2 separate regions of the Mus musculus genome follow, and region 2 is linked to region 1. Evidence: chromatin contacts called from public HiChIP or PLAC-seq data. All regions are on one chromosome and are shown on one strand. The core of a region is the stretch at or near the end of the contact, and the rest is flanking DNA. Distances in the headings are between cores, read along the strand shown. Region 1 has its middle 44 kb from the start of S1pr1. Region 2 has its middle 50 kb from the start of A930005H10Rik.

Evidence for each region. HiChIP or PLAC-seq counts read pairs in DNA pulled down with a chosen protein or histone mark.
Region 2: a contact with region 1 is called in an HNF4G HiChIP or PLAC-seq map of pancreatic cancer cells. The contact joins two enhancer-like sites. A contact is called at or near these places in 1 of 15 datasets of contacts at CTCF or cohesin (CD8 T cells), 1 of 484 Hi-C or Micro-C datasets (embryonic somatosensory cortex) and 3 of 115 datasets of contacts at active chromatin or transcription factors (CD8 T cells, liver and pancreatic cancer cells).

Annotation. Positions count from the first base shown.
Region 1 is chr3:115,754,972-115,762,754 of GRCm38.p6, reverse strand. No RefSeq gene overlaps it. Among named protein-coding and RNA genes, the nearest start is that of S1pr1, 44 kb to the right of the region's middle. Within about 2 kb of position 4,159, at least 74 of the 459 cell types and tissues checked have an H3K27ac peak or open chromatin away from gene starts, as enhancers often do. A contact at or near this core is called in pancreatic cancer cells, where this site is marked.
Region 2 is chr3:115,834,153-115,841,935 of GRCm38.p6, reverse strand. No RefSeq gene overlaps it. Among named protein-coding and RNA genes, the nearest start is that of A930005H10Rik, 50 kb to the left of the region's middle. Within about 2 kb of position 3,570, at least 41 of the 459 cell types and tissues checked have an H3K27ac peak or open chromatin away from gene starts, as enhancers often do. A contact at or near this core is called in pancreatic cancer cells, where this site is marked.

The sequences.
Region 1 (7,783 bases), core at 2,910-5,409:
AATGAATGACTTGAACATTGATTTTATTTGTGGTTCTGCCATTGCACTTATAATTTTGATGTTGCTGTCTGGATCAGGGCTCTATTGAAGCACTGTGGCCTTTTTTTAATGGCTTGAGCCTTAAGTAGCCTACTGGCTAGTTATGTATGAAATCTTTCTAATTTGAAACTTTCCCTATGAAAGAGGGAACTGCATGCATTTGGGCCTTACTTTCCTCCATCTCAAAAGGAGATTCAATAATAAATACCACCCAGTAATGTTGTTATATTGTACATTGAATGAATTTGCTCATTAAAACAATACAATAAGAGTTCTTAGTATTTGGTAACTGAGCAATAGTCTATATGGAGTTTGGTATCAGCATTGCCTTTGATATCTTTTCCAAATGGCAAAAATATTTTACAGTGGCCACTTGAATGAGTTGGTAGATTATGGGAGTGCTACCATATCCTAGTATCTTCATTTTTTTTTGTCTTTTTTAAAAAGTTTTTGTTTTATTTGTGTATGTGTGTTTGTCTTTGTGTGGGGATAGACATCTGTTTGCGGTGCCCATGGGGGTTAGAAGATGGTGTCAGATCTCCCATAGCTGAATTTATAGGTGGCGATGGACAGCCTAGTGTTAGGGTTATGAAACAAATCCGGACCTCTGAAAGAGCAGCAATTGTTCAGCCCTCTCTCCAGTCCCTGTATTAAGCTGAAATCTCACTTGTTGCTTTACAGTCCAGGCTGGCCTCTAGCTCATCATCTTCTGCCTACCCCTGTGGGTGTGGGCTCCTGCCTTCAGTCTCATTAACTATCTTCACCATGATGTTTAACACTTCTGTCTCACGTCAGTCTTTCAGCCCTTACACAGCCCAGTTCAAATCTACCCACCAGTAAATAGCTGAGTTCAGAACAAAATTAGGAGCGTCTCATTTAAAGCAAAGAGAAAATTAATATGCTTTGCAGAAAATGGCTTTTTATCAAAAATCCCAACAGACATTGACTCTTCAAATGACAAGAGACTGACAAGAAATGGAAAGACATTGAAGCATAAAATGAAAAAAAGTTTGAAAAGGCTAACTCAAGGGCTGTGGGCAAAGCTGAGGCATTTCCAACGGAGCAGTCATTCTGCGATTATTAATTCTCTTCCTTCTAGACTGACTAATGAACGACATTTTCAGTTAATCGGTTTTTCGAAAGTTTCTGTTGCAGCTCTGTTTGTAGTGTTGTGACACGCATCTCCTGGGTACAACTCTTATTATTAACCCTTTGAGGTCCTCAGGCAGTTTCAGTTTCTTCGAAGTCTTGTAACTGTCATCCAGAAAACTGAACCATTTTCTCTAAATGTATCATCTTCTCTAGTTAGCCTCACAGACACACTTGAATCTCTGACGTCTGGATTGAGTGAAGAATTCACACATGGGTCTTACTTAAAGTACATATCATGGCTTCAGTTCCTTTTGGAATTTTACTCATGTTTGTGAGTGTGTGTGTCTCTCTCTCTGTGTTTATATATGTATGTATATATACATAGCCAAGGGGTTAAAATAAGAAGAGAGGTCAGACAATTGACAGGAAGTGGGCAAACTGTTTCAAGTAGGAAGAATATGGGACAAAACTAACACAGTAAAGAGAGACAAAGGAAGAAGTGGGGCCTCACTAAAGTAAGCGATAAAGGAGGGGGGAGAGTCTTTAAAAAGTTGACTAGGTTTCAAAGAAGATGCCATTGAAAGGGTGGATGTGACTGGCAGGCTACTGCCTTGGCAACCTATAAAGAAACCAGGAGTGACAGTTGCCCATTTCTAAGGGTTTGAAAAGCCACTGAGGGTTCAGATACGTTTTCTGGTACAAAGGAAAATTTAAAGCTGGATGTCTGGGTGGTTTTAAGTGTTCATTCTGTGATGTTCATTGACTAGGACACTGGTATTTGGGGGTACTTTTCAGGTGGTCGTTATACTTCCATCTAAAACAACAGGAGAATCAAGAACATTTGACTTTCAGCTTGCTAAGCCCTGTGCAGTATTCATTCATTCATTCATTCATTCATTCACTGCTTTTAGCACACCACAGATGGTCTAAAGTCTTTCATTTTTGTCTTTGTAAAGAGAGTTGCTCTGTTTTTATTCTAATTAAAGTCATAAAACCTTTACTGGGCAATCTGGACTTGCAACATAGAAGAGATGAATGAGATCTACTCCCTCAAAGCTTATGGTCTAACTGAGAGACATGTTTTTGGGTTTAGAGCAACGAGATAAAAATGTGCACAGCATGTGATGAAATTGGAAAGTCAGCAGAAGCAAGGAAAAAAATTAAGGAAAGGCTTTGTTCAGGAGGAAAGTCTGTAGGCAGTGAGCCATTCCTATTCATGTAGGAGTTTCCTAATGTGTACACACATGTCAGCCGCAGGTATGTGTGTACTCTTCTCCACTGCAGGTGCTTATAAGGCACAGTGGATCATAGGGCTGAACTGTAAACTCAGGGTCATGTAGTGGAGAGTGTAGGAAAGGGCTCATTTAAACCCTTGGAAGACCTTGAACAATGAGAGGGCAGTACTGTTTGTCCTCATCTATTCATAAAACTGTAAAATAAACTGCAAACTAAAACCAATATTAAACTGCAAAGTGTCAAAAATCAAACAAGGCTCTGATTTATTTTATTTTTTTTAACTGAGATGACTAGTTTGAGGTACTTAGAAAGGTGTTCATTAGTGTTTTGGTTATTTTTCTACCACTGTGACTACGGCTTTGACAAAGCACTGTGACCAAAGCAATGTATAAGAGAGTTTATTGTGGCTTACAGTTCTGGAGGGTAAGTCCATGACCATCATGGTGAGCATAGCGGCAGGCAGGTAGGCGTGGTGCTGGAACAGTAGCTAAGAGCTTACATCCGATCACAGCATGAGTGGGAGAGAGACAGAGAGAGAGAGAGAGAGAGAGAGAGAGAGAGAGAGAGAGAGAGAGAGAGCTCACTAGAATGGTGTGGACTTTTGAAACCTCACTGTCTGCACAGTGTCCCACCTCCTCCAAAAAGGCCACACCCATCCTTCTCAACTGTTTCACCAACTGGGGGCCAACCACACACATATATAGCTTGTAGGAGGAGGGCAGTCTCATTTAAACAATTAGCATATGTTAATTATATAATAGTGGGCTTCATTGTGGCATCTTTGTGCTCATCTCTGCATAGAATATATTTTGATTATATTAACCCTTCATGATCCCCTTCTTCCCACCTAGTCCTTGCTTCTATTTTTTTTCTGTTTGTAGATGTGGTATGTGTAGGGGGAGGGGGCAGGGAAAAAACACAAATAAGTTTCATCTGGGACACTTGCAGAAGCATAGACACCTTACTAGTGGCTAAACCACTGAAGAAATGTCTCTCTCATTTACATGCCATTCACAGCGTATGAATACTCAGGGGGTGGGGCAGAGTCTCAAGAACCCTTCCTTGAGGTATAGAGCTGAGACTGACCTACTAGGCTGGTAGTTTTGGAACCTGAAGACTGCCTTGCCATCCCAGCGTCACAAACTCTGACACACACCAAAGCAAACTTCTGCTAAGAAACTCTGCTCTTCACAGTGGACTCTAAACTTGGTTCCCCATCTTTCAATCATCAATCAGACTATCAGATTGTGTTTGATGTCAGCAGGAGGCATTAGAGAAACGGGGTGAACGCTGCAGCAGGCATTACAACCTCCAACCTCGTGGAGTTATTTTTGTTAGGAAAAAGGTATACTGAGAAGTGTGAATGATGGAATATGGGGAGCTTGACCTGGTCCAGAGGCCAGCTCAGTTTAAATCTCTCGAGGGACCTGCTGCTGCCGGTACCCACTGGCGGCACTCTCAGACACTGGCTCAACTGCTCAGAAGCCTCATTACATTACACCTTTCTCCCCCACTTCCAGATCAAGGTCACACCCTTCCTCCCACAAGCAAGCCAAGGTCACACCCGTCCCTCACCCCCCACCTCTCAACCCCGGCAGCAGGACGCCCGCTGTGTGTTGTTTCAAGTTTCACAGCACCCTGAATGGTTGGCTTGCATTTCATTTGGCTTTCTCCCTCTTCTCAATCCTGAGTAGGCCCCCTCCTTTGCATGGGTGTTGACCCTAGCACCGCTCCCTGGTAAACATCTGGAAAGCCAAACTCTGCCTGAATCTGCTTCCTGGAGTGCTTTACAGCATGAAAACCCTCGATGAGTCAGATAGTGAAAGGTACTGAGTGGCTGAGGTAGACAGGGGCGGAGCTGAGAAGCAATGGGCAGACCACAGTGACGATAAGGTTCTATATTAAAGCATTGACCAGAGAAGGAAGCCTCCGTGTGTGGCTGTAGTGTGGATCGAATAGAGGGCCTGCCTTGAGATCTAAACCCCAAGCTTTTCCAAATGTATTTTTTCAGGGTAGCTGTAGTGTATATATGCCTGTCTGAAAACATTACTACAAACCCATTTTATACAATTAATATGTACTAACAAGTGATTCTCTTCTTCTAGATACTAATGATAAGAATTAAGATGCCCAACTTCTTATGTCTTCAGAACATTGCTTTTCATCCTTTCCTCCTTACCAACCGAAGCTGCTGAACCCACACCATGGCTTATGCAGCTACAGTCCTGCGAGATAACGTTCTAGAATTACGTAGCTCCAGCTTTTCAAGATATCCCGGGAGGGAGAGTTGTGAAAGTGACTTCTGTGATGATAAAAGGCAAACTGATGAGTGCTAGTGGAAAAGATTAAGATAAAGTCACTGGGCTCTTGACCTCTACACATCAAAAGATGGACTCACCCTCCCCCTCCCCCAGATACTGAACCCACCCCATGGCTTACACAGCTATAGTCCTGTTTCTTAGTTTTGATGTGTTACCTTAAGTCCAAGGTAGATGTGGGCGCAGTCATTATACTAGCACAGTGTATATGAAGAATTGTGAGGTAACCCATCAAGACGAGAGCTCTGTAAGGGTTTATTGAGTATAACCATCATTTTACAACCTGTACATATTCAAAATGTACATGTTGGTAAGTTTTAATGCATGCACACATCTTTGCGACCATCAGCAAGAGTCAAGATGACACGTATTTCCGACACCCCAGAGGATTTTCTGTGTCCCCCTTGTCACGCCTTTGTCTCTTGCTTCCCTTTTCTCTCCCGTGGCAAAGGCTTCACCCTCTCTGTGTCTCTCCAGACAGCTTTGCACTGCGTGGAATTTATAAGAGTGTAAGCACGCATTGTGTGCTATTCCACATCACCGTCTTCTTTCCAACGTAATACTTTTAAAAAACAGATGTCAAGTGTTTTGTTGTGTGATATTTTATGTTATCAAACATTACGCACGAGAAATCTTGCTTGTGTTACATGTTATATATTACTAATGCAAATAGTAAAAAGGTGTTCCCCTACTTTCAAACACGGGTTTATTTATTTGTGTGTGTGTGTGTGCGTGTGTTAGCTCACATGTATCATGTGCATGGAGAGGTCTGGAGAGGCCAGAAAGAGGGATTGGATCTGTTGAAACTGAAATGACAAGTAGGACTGCTCCATGGGTGCTATGACTTGGGTCCTCTATAAAAGTAGTATGAATGTTTAGCCATCTTTCCAGTTCCAACTCCTCAACTGTGATGGTTGGCCTATGCTTGGCCCTGGGAGTAGTATACTGTTAAGAGGTGTGGTCTTGTTGGAGTAGGTATGTCACTGTGGGCATCGGCTTTAAGACTCTCCTCCTAGCTGCTTGGAAGCCAGTATTCTCTTGTCAGGCTTTGGATGGAGATGTAGGACTCTCATCTCCTCCAGCCTCACATCTGCCTGGATGCTGCCAAGCTCCCCCTTTGATGATAATGGACTGGATATCCATTATCCATTATCCTTTATCATTGGGGACTGCAAGCCAGCCCCAATGAAATGTTATCTTTATAAGAGTTGCCTTGGCCATGGTGTCTTTTCACAGCAGTAAAACCTAAACTAAGATATCAATTTTTCAAGTATATATATTCATTGTATATTGGGCTAAATAAAACTTTGATTTTGCAACCAAATCAACTTTCTTTTATCATTATAAACCTCTGATAAGCGACCTGTGACAGACACTTTCTGACAAGTCCTATTTTTAAGGGAACACAAGATATTTGATAGGAGACTCTCCTCTCACTGAAATCTGTGCCTAAATAACCTAGGAAGAAGAGTAGATGCCAAAGAGTGGCTAGATCGATGTGCAAAAGCCAGAGCCATGGGTGGCACCACAGGCTTGTGAGCCCAGCACCAGCAAGGCTGAGGCAGGAGGGTTGGGAGGTTAAGACTGGCCTGAGGTACATAGCAAAACCCTTTCTCAAAACAAATTAATTGTAAAAAGTTTAAAAAGAAAAAATAGATGGTAGAGAACACGAGGTAATATTCTTAGTGCTCTGAAATAACCAGATAACATGGGTGCTGACTCCTCATCACACACATGTGATCCCCTCATAGTCTCTCCCCCTCCCCCTCCCCCTCCCTCTCCCCCTCCCTCCCTTTTCCCCTCTCCCTCTCCCTCTCCCCTTCCCCCTCCCCTTCCCCCTCCCCTTCCCCTTCCTCTCCCCTCCCCTTCCCCCACTCCCTCTCCCTCCTCCCTCCCCCTCCCCTGCCCCTCTCACACACACACTTCCCCCCCCCTTTCCTAAATTACTCTTGGCTGTATGTATTGACAACAATTGCTTTCACATTACCATCTTATCTCTAGAAAGGGTGGAAACCAAAGATGGTTTTAATAATGTCACTATTCAGTCATGCCTGTGAATATGCAAACCTGGGGGCTGTGACTACAGGTCAGCTGTGGAGTTTTTGTCCTGCACACATACATAGTCAATGCCTTGGTTATGATCCCTAACACTGTAAAGAGAGAGGGAGAAGAAAAGGAAGGAGAGAAAAGGAATAGAAAGAAAGAAGCAAATATCATAACCTATATGTACATATTTATTATGCAAACTTGTTAGTCCTGTTAATGAGCACAGTCTGGGGAGGGGGCATTTTAATGTCTTGGTCCCACAGGATATAGTACAGTGTATCTTGTGGTTAACTCACAGTAGATGAAAAGCCTCAACTATTTGGCATTTAGTGATGATACAAAGAGTACATTTGCACACCTCCCTTTCATTAACCATAATTTTTATCCATATTAACTCCTGTGTATCACATCACATAGCAAGGACAGAATCCCTTCATCTTGGTCTTGGCTTGGCCAGGAATCTTAAGGCAGCTGGGAGTTTTGTGGGGTTATAACTCAAGTTTTCTTTCTTTTGCCAAATGTTTCATCTTATTTTTATACTTAGAACAATGTTTAAGGTTTTTTTTCAATGTGTGTTGTCTTAATATCTAATAAAAATTTCCAGAGAATTAGGAAAAATCTAAGCCTCAGTACAAGTTTTGGTGTACCCCCTGAATTTGTGTATCAGCATGCAAAACCTCTCATCTCCTGGCAAAATGTGCTGGGATCCTTCAAAACTTCAATGTGGAAAAGAGCTATAGTGAGATAAATTTAGTTTACAGATCAATATCTGTACCTGTCCTTGGCTTATAAAATAGTGTGTGAGTAGTACTGATTTTTTTCCCCTGAGAAACTTTAATATTAATTTTGTTTGTAAACAAAGAGATTAAAAGAAAGAAAATTGAGAAATGACTTCTTGAGATTTCCTCACAGGGTTCCCTCACAGGTTGTAGTTAAGAAACAAAAGAGCTTAGTATCATGGAGGGATGACAGCTGAGCAACTGTTTAAATACCAGTTAGATCAAGATAATGATATAGTTAGTATCAGTTGTTTTTTTTTTTTTTTTTTTTTT
Region 2 (7,783 bases), core at 2,321-4,820, 80 kb before region 1:
AAGAGAAAGGTATCATTTATAAATCTTCCAGTAATTATAACCTCATGTTATACTTTAAATTACTTCATTGTTTTCTTTTAGACCATGTTAATATATATTTGGTGTCTATAATTGCACACTAGATTTTTAAAAAAATCTATTTTACAACTGAATTCCTTTTTTAAAAATAGTTTTTGTTTTTAGTTTTTAGGTAGTTTTGTATTTTACAACAGTTTCTGTATGTAACCGCCCATGTGTGTGTGTGTGTGTGTGTGTGTGTGTGTGTGTGTGTGTGTCTATAGCCCAAAGTGTCTTGCTTCTAAACCCAAAAGTTAAAGTAAGGAGAAAAGCTGACATCCTCTCATTTGATGTCCTTGATAAGCTGACAACAGTACTATGAGGAACCTGTGTCATTATTAGAGGACTGTATTTATTTGACAACTGGACCAGTCTGTCTTCAGTCATCCAAAATTTGCATGTCCAAATTAAATCTATGATTTTGCCTTAAACTGTAATGTTTTCTTCATACCATCACGCTCAGGCACCTCATAGAAGAAAAATAGGCCCTGATATATTTTCATGCTAGTTTTAGGATTAGACAGGACAATCTATTATACTCTTACTGTTGGTGCGAATAGAACTCCTGAATTCCAGATTGTCTTAGTTAGGGTTTTACTGCTGTGAAGAGACATCATAACCATGGAAAGTCTTATAAAGGACAGCATTGAATTGGGGCTGGCTTACAGGTTCAGAGGCATCAAGGTAGGAGCATGGCAGCATCTAGACAGGCATGATGTAGGCAGAGCTGAGAGTTCTACATCTTCATCTGAAGGCTGCTAGTGGAAGACTGACTTTCATGCAGCTAGAGTAAGGGGCTTAAGCCCACACCCACAGTGACACACCTACTCCAACAAGGCTACACCTCCTGATAGCGCCAATTCCTGGGCCAAGCATATACAAACCATCACACAGATTCCTCTGGAATGATGATCCCTTTGTATCTGTCTTAGTTAGGGTTTTACTGCTGTGAACAGACACCATGACCAAGGCAAGTCTTATAAAAAACAACATTTAATTGGGGCTGGCTTACAGGTTTAGAGGTTCAGTTCATTATCATCAAGGTGGGAGCAGGGCAGCATCCAGCAGGCATGGTGCAGACAGAGCTGAGAGTTCTACATCTTCATCTGAAAGCTGCTAGTGGAAGACTGACTGACTTCCAGGCAACTAGGGTGAGGATCTTATGCCCACACCCACAGTGACACACCTACTCCAACCAGGTCACACCTATTCCAACACGGCCACACCTCCAAATGGTGCCACTCCCTGGTCCAAGAATATACAAACCATCACAGTATCCAAGCCTAGAATGTCTCATGCTCCCATTAGATCAGACAAGTCAAGACTTTGAATCCATGGGTATGCAGGGTATATCTGTATTTCACCAGTGATAAGGTTTTAAAATGGATCTTTGGGTATTATCAACTTTTACCATTAAAGGATCAAAGTATCAGAGGGAAAACTAAAGAAGCACTTGGTAGTAAATGAGTCCCTTTTTCCTGAGTCTGGCTGGCTGAAGTCACTTGCCTTTTGAAGGTCAAGAACCTCAATAAAAACTAACAAACTTTGCTGTGAAGATTGTGTGCATAAAGACATGTTTCTTATCATAGTCTATGGAACAATGCTAAAATAGCAATTAACAATGCTTAAATCCTTTGTGTTTAATTTTCTGCTTTTCAGCTCTAAAGCTGTAACTTTTTGAGGCCCTCACAGACAAGATTGTAGACTTTGTTTATATTCAGTTCATGCTTTAACTCCCTTGTGAACCTGTTTAATTCAACCCTTTTGACCTATGGTTTGTTTTATTAGCCTGTACTCCTACCCAGTTGTTTTAGTTAGGACTTTATTGCTGTGAATTAAGAGACATCATGACCTAGGGACTCTTATAAAGGAAAACATTTAATTGGTACTGTTTTTCACTTTTAGAGGTTTAGCCCATTATCATCATGACGGGAAGCATGGTAGCATCCAGGCAGACATGGTGCTGGAGAAGGAATTGAGAGTTCTACATCTTGACTTGCAGGCAACAGAAGGGGACTGTTTGCCACAGTGGGCATAGCTTGAGCATAGAAGACCTCAAAGTCTGCCCCCATAATGACACACCTCCTCCAACAAAGCCACACCTCCTAACAGTGCAGCTCCCTAGGGGCAAGCATTCAAACATATGAGTCTATGGGAGCCATACCTATTCAAACCACTATACCAGTGTAGGAACAGCCCTATGATTACATTTACAAAATAAAACGCAAAAACCAAACAAAACACACACAAACACACACACGAAAAACAGCAAACTAGGAAAATAAGTTCTGTAGAAACCCTTTGAAGACTATAGTTTTAGAGGCCACATAAATCATATACATGCTATCGTTAAGTCCCTTAAGTATGACTTTCTCTCTAGAAAAATCCATACCCATTTCTTGGATATGTGCTAGCCTTTCCCTCATCATAGGTCTTTCTCTCCATTGATGCCCACGTTAAAACTTTTTCTTAGTAAGCTCCAACTTTGTTCCAAAAATTATGGTTTTGTTCTACTTTTGAATAATGTAAAAGAATTTCTAAAGAATATTTATCATTTATGATAGATAAAATTTATCATTTTAATATATGAAATATAGATATAGAATAATAGCAAAGATATTTTTAAGACCTCAGTGAATGTAGTTAAAAACAAGGATATCTGACATTCTTATCCTTCTGATATTATCATTGTTTAATTCAGACTTTTTTATTTTAGATTTTTTTATTTTGATATTTTCTTCATTTACATTTCAAATGCTAGGATAGAAGTAGAGGCAGTACTCAAACCTTTTAAAAGTGGTACCTCAAACCTTGACACATCTATCCTCTTCGCCTACCCTTGACTGGAGCATCGTCTACTGATTAGTCTTTACCTGACACTTGGGGGACTCCTGTACTAATGGAGTGGGCTATTGGAGGAGGTTAGTAGTGCTGGCTGTGGCTGTCCTCTGTCAGGTAAGCAAAGCCTTCTCTTCAGCCCCACCCAGCAGATCCCACTTTTCCACAATTGGATCTTGATTGTGCAGAGCTGCATGGAGAAAAGGGAGAGAGGAGGACTGTGTGGCTTCACTAGAACCTCAGACTCCTTTGCTCAAGCTCCACTGGGAACTCAGAATGGTTTTCCTGATCTCAATGAAGCCCCACAGGAGTTTAATGTTCAGCCCGAGAGCCATCTAAAACACAAGTGATGTTAAAGTCCTGATGGTACTTATTCGTCATTTAAAAATAGCTACAATGTTAGTGTGCGATACGGATATCTGTAGAGCAATGGACCAGTCAACCAATAGATAACCAAGGATTGATATCTGTTGTGCCTTCTGTAATTCTGGAATCTTGGAATCACACCAGATAATGCCATTCTCATTTCCAGTGGTCCTTGCTCTTTGTCACAGCAGGAATGGACAGCCCAGCTTTGCATCGATATGACTGACATAGCCCAGGAATGCATGATCTTAGGGGGAAACTGCCACCACGATGGCAGTGTGTGCGTGCCACTGAGTCTCTCTGTTTCCCTCGACATTTTGAAATAAGTCATGACAACATCACCCCAAGTGAGTTTACTTTTGACCCCCTGGGGAATGAGTGCACAGTTTGGAAACTTTGGGGTTACACTAATCCTGATTCATTATCTGGGGCTGGATACATTGTTTCTCAAATAAGAATTAAACTTTATTGAGTTTCAGAAAATAATACCCCAAAGTATGGTATTTTGACAGTTTGAGGACAGGAGATTAAACATTCTGAGAAACAAAGTCCCTCTATGACCTTTCCCTGTCCTCCTGCCTCACCCACTTTGCTCCTGGGAAGCAAGTCATAGAAACCAGAATTCTTCCCTAAAGTGAGTCATAGAAACCACAACTCCTCATCTCAGTCCTGCCCCAGGCCCTGGACATAGGAATGCTACAATCACACACACATACACACCCACACCCACACACACACACCCCCCCACACACACACACACAAAGCAAGAAGAATCTGAACAGGACTTTCAGACCCTTTTTGTGAAAGCGCACTTAAACACCTGCTGTGAAACTTTCTTGAGGGCAGGTATGCAAACAGGCAGTGTCCCCTGGGTCTTTTTTTTTTTTTTTTCTTTTTAGAAGCCTCTCATTGACCACTTCTAGCTAAACTAATTTGTTATGCTAGTTTTCTCAGTAACCTTTCACCCATGACTCTTATGGGTGACCAGACATATCATCTTTCTGTCTTTCTACCTTCTTTTGCAGAGGAAGAAGAGAAAGCAGAAATCATTTAGGAAACACAATTTCTACCTCAGTGTGCAGCAACCTCAGTACTTATTTTCTGAGAAATATTTAGAAACTGGTTTATAGCACAGTGTGTATTTATTAAATGAATGGAGAAAAATGACTCCCTAGTTTGATGAAAATGGTTCCTTCTATTAACCACAGAAGGCCAAAGTGTAAAGGAGTTGTCTACAAAAGCGTACAGCCTCATGCCCAATAGCTATTTGGCTTAAAGGCGACTAACAAGGATGGTTGGATGCACAAGTACATGTCTCTATGAGATATATTGTTTCCAATGCACCACCATGAGAGTAATTTCACAGACAATGAAAATGATTAGTGAACTCTCAATACAAATGCCCATGCATTTATCATTGGATTGTTAAGAAAGAAATTAGAAATTAGAAATTTCTTCCTTAAATATTTGATCAGTGTGAACCTGTCTATAATAGGCAGTTACTGATGATCAAACGCATTTCCTTGAATATATCCAGGCCTGGTTAGATAGTCCACTTCTTCTTATGACATTTGGCAGATTGCTGTTAAGAAACTGGTTCAGTTAGTTTATACTATCCAAGCAGTGACAAAATTGTTCACAATCATCTATCTCAATCCCATTTACATTCATAGATCTATGGCAATATTCTCTTTTGCATTTCTGACTATACTAATATTGTCAGAAGACCGAAGTTGGGCTTATCGCTGTCGCTATTGGTTTCCCTTTCAGGGGTAAGCTCATTGGTCCTTCTGCTCTGGCTTTGCTATTTTTCTTTTCGCTTCCTTGGGATTTAACTTGTTCTGCTCTTTCTGTAGAAGTGGATGACTTTGTTTCTATTTATTATTGCTGCTATCAGCTTTTCTCAAAACACAGGCTTTCCACATCCCACAAATTTTGATGAAGCGACTTTTTGCTGTTATTCAGTTATTTTTTTTAAACACTTAATTTTTTTCCTTGGGTTTTGTCCTTTGACTCATTTGTTGTCTATAAGTGCTGTTATCTATAAGTATGCTGCTTATACCTCATCTGGACATTCTTCAGGGTTTTTTTTTTTCTGGTTATTGGTTAATCCATTAGTTCCATTGTGCTTGGTAGCAGAGCCTTTATTGTTTCCTTTCTAGGAGTATTTGATAGCCCAGAGTATTATCTGTCTTGATAAAAGTTCCCAATGAGCTTGAAAAATAATGTGCAGTGTGTAGTTCTGGCAGATTAATCCACTGGTATAAGTATATCTAGTAGATTTATTTTCACTGAGTTTTCTTCTGACTTTCTGCCCACCAAACTTGTGAATTTCTGACAGAAAAGTGTCAAAGTTTTACCTATAATGATGAATTTTTCTATTCTTCCTCATTCTTCCTTCTAGGTTGGTCTGACATATTTTGGTGTCTGTCGTCAGGCACATATATGTTAAGTATTATTATTTCTTCTTGGAGAACCAGTCCCTTTATTGTCTGATCCTTGATAACTTTCTTTGCTTTGATGTATAATGTGTCTGAAATGAATAGCTATGCCTTCTTCTTGTCATTGGCTTTAGCACCAGTTTGCATGTGGCTGAGGACAGAACTGAACACAGCCCAAAACAAAGTCCTAAACTTCCGTAAAGCACCTTGAGATTTTGGAGCTGGGGATTTGGCTCAGTGGTGGAGCCCTTGCCTACAATACACAAGGCCCTGGACCTCAGCCTCAGCACTGAATAAAAAGTAATTTTAAAAACTTGACTGTGTAACTCTCAAGCATGAAATTGTGGATGATGGTGTTGTATTGTGGAAAGCCTGGACATGACTGCTAGTCTAAGTCAAAAGTCTCATCTAAGTATCATGTAAATCCCTGACAGTTGAAGTGCAATCCACCTCAATGTTGGGGAATGGCTTTGTGGACTGTGTGTGTATTCAGATGCTGGCTACTGTGCCCAGAGATCTGGTTGCAGTCTGGACTTTGGCATTGTCAAGCATTTCATGTCTCAGTGTTATGTAAAAATTGTTCCCCATTACTTCTGACTGGTTATTAAAGAGCTGATCAGCCAATAGCTGGGCAGGAGAGGAGGAGGGAGTTCCTGGTGGAAGTAGGAAAGCAAGATTGGACTGTGAGGATTTGCCATGAGCAGGTGGCCATAAGAGAGTCCAGGAGGACACCAATGGGGTAGGAACAACCTCTGGAGCAAGAACAGCTAGGACAAGACCCAGATGCCAAGTAACACCACATAGTGGGAAGTAGGCCAGGCCAGCACAGTTGTGTTAGAATAGCTCAGTATTTGCCCAGCTATAGTGCAAGAAGATCATTAATAAAAATATTGCGTTTCATCATTTCAGAGCAAGGGCAGGTGTAGAAAAGCCCTGTATATTTACATCTTAAGTCAGTATCCTTCCTAATATGATTCTGGAAGATGAAGCATATTATGTGCTTGCTAAATATAGAGAAATTCTGAAATTACTGCTCCTATTCTGAAAGGGGCAAAGAAAAAGTAGGAAAGAAAAAAATGGAGTCGTAAGAATGACCAGAGGTGATAGCTAGGGCAAGCACAAGAGACATTAAAGGTCAACAATAGTCTTTGACTCGCTGCTCTTCCCTTCAGGCTCATTCTTTGCATTCCAAACCATGGTGATCACAGATTGGTGTCACATCCTGTCTTAGTTAGGGTTTTATTGCTGTGGACAGACACCATGACCAAGGCAACTCTTATAAGGACAACACTTAATTGGGGCTAGCTTACAGGTTCAGAGAGGTTCAGTCCATATCATTAAGGCAGGAACATGGCAGCATCCAGGCAGGCATGGAGCAGGAGGAGCTGAGATTTCTACATCTTCATATGAAGGATGCTAACAGGATACTGGCTTCCAGACAGCTAGGATGAGTGTCTTAAAGCCCACACCCACAGGGACACACCTACTCCTTCTACTTGTGCCACTCCATGGGCAGAGTATAAAAACCATCCCACACCCCGATGTGAATGATCTGAATTTCTGCACTGATTTTGCCTTAATTACTTTCTCCAAACAGGCAGCAGGCGCTGTCCTGGTCCTATTCATACTGTAGCTCTCTTTCTGGGCTTCACAGCTCTCCTTGGCTGAGTTCCTGTATGTATAGTTCTGCTACTGTTCCAGTTTTGAAGTCTCAGTGATAGTAGTAATGTTATTCTAGTTTTTCTGGACAAAATCCATCTCATAGCTCTTGAACTCGAGTGACAGAGACATCTTTGTCCACCAGGACCAGAGAAGTGTCCATCCTTTAAATTTCCTGAGAATTTTGTGTGCCCTGGAACTGCACTTTGGACTTATAATGGGAGATGTAGTCAGAATGGTTTCTGAATTGCCTTGGGTGTCATCCTTCTCTTGTCTTCCAAATACCTTCCCACTTCTGTTGAACTTCTGATCCACACAGCTTCCCATCTGATAAGTTGCTTGACCATGCCCTTAGTGATCTCTGCTGATTTACAATGCTTGGAGTCAGCCAGAAAATATTTTAAGTCTGTAAGTTTGACATC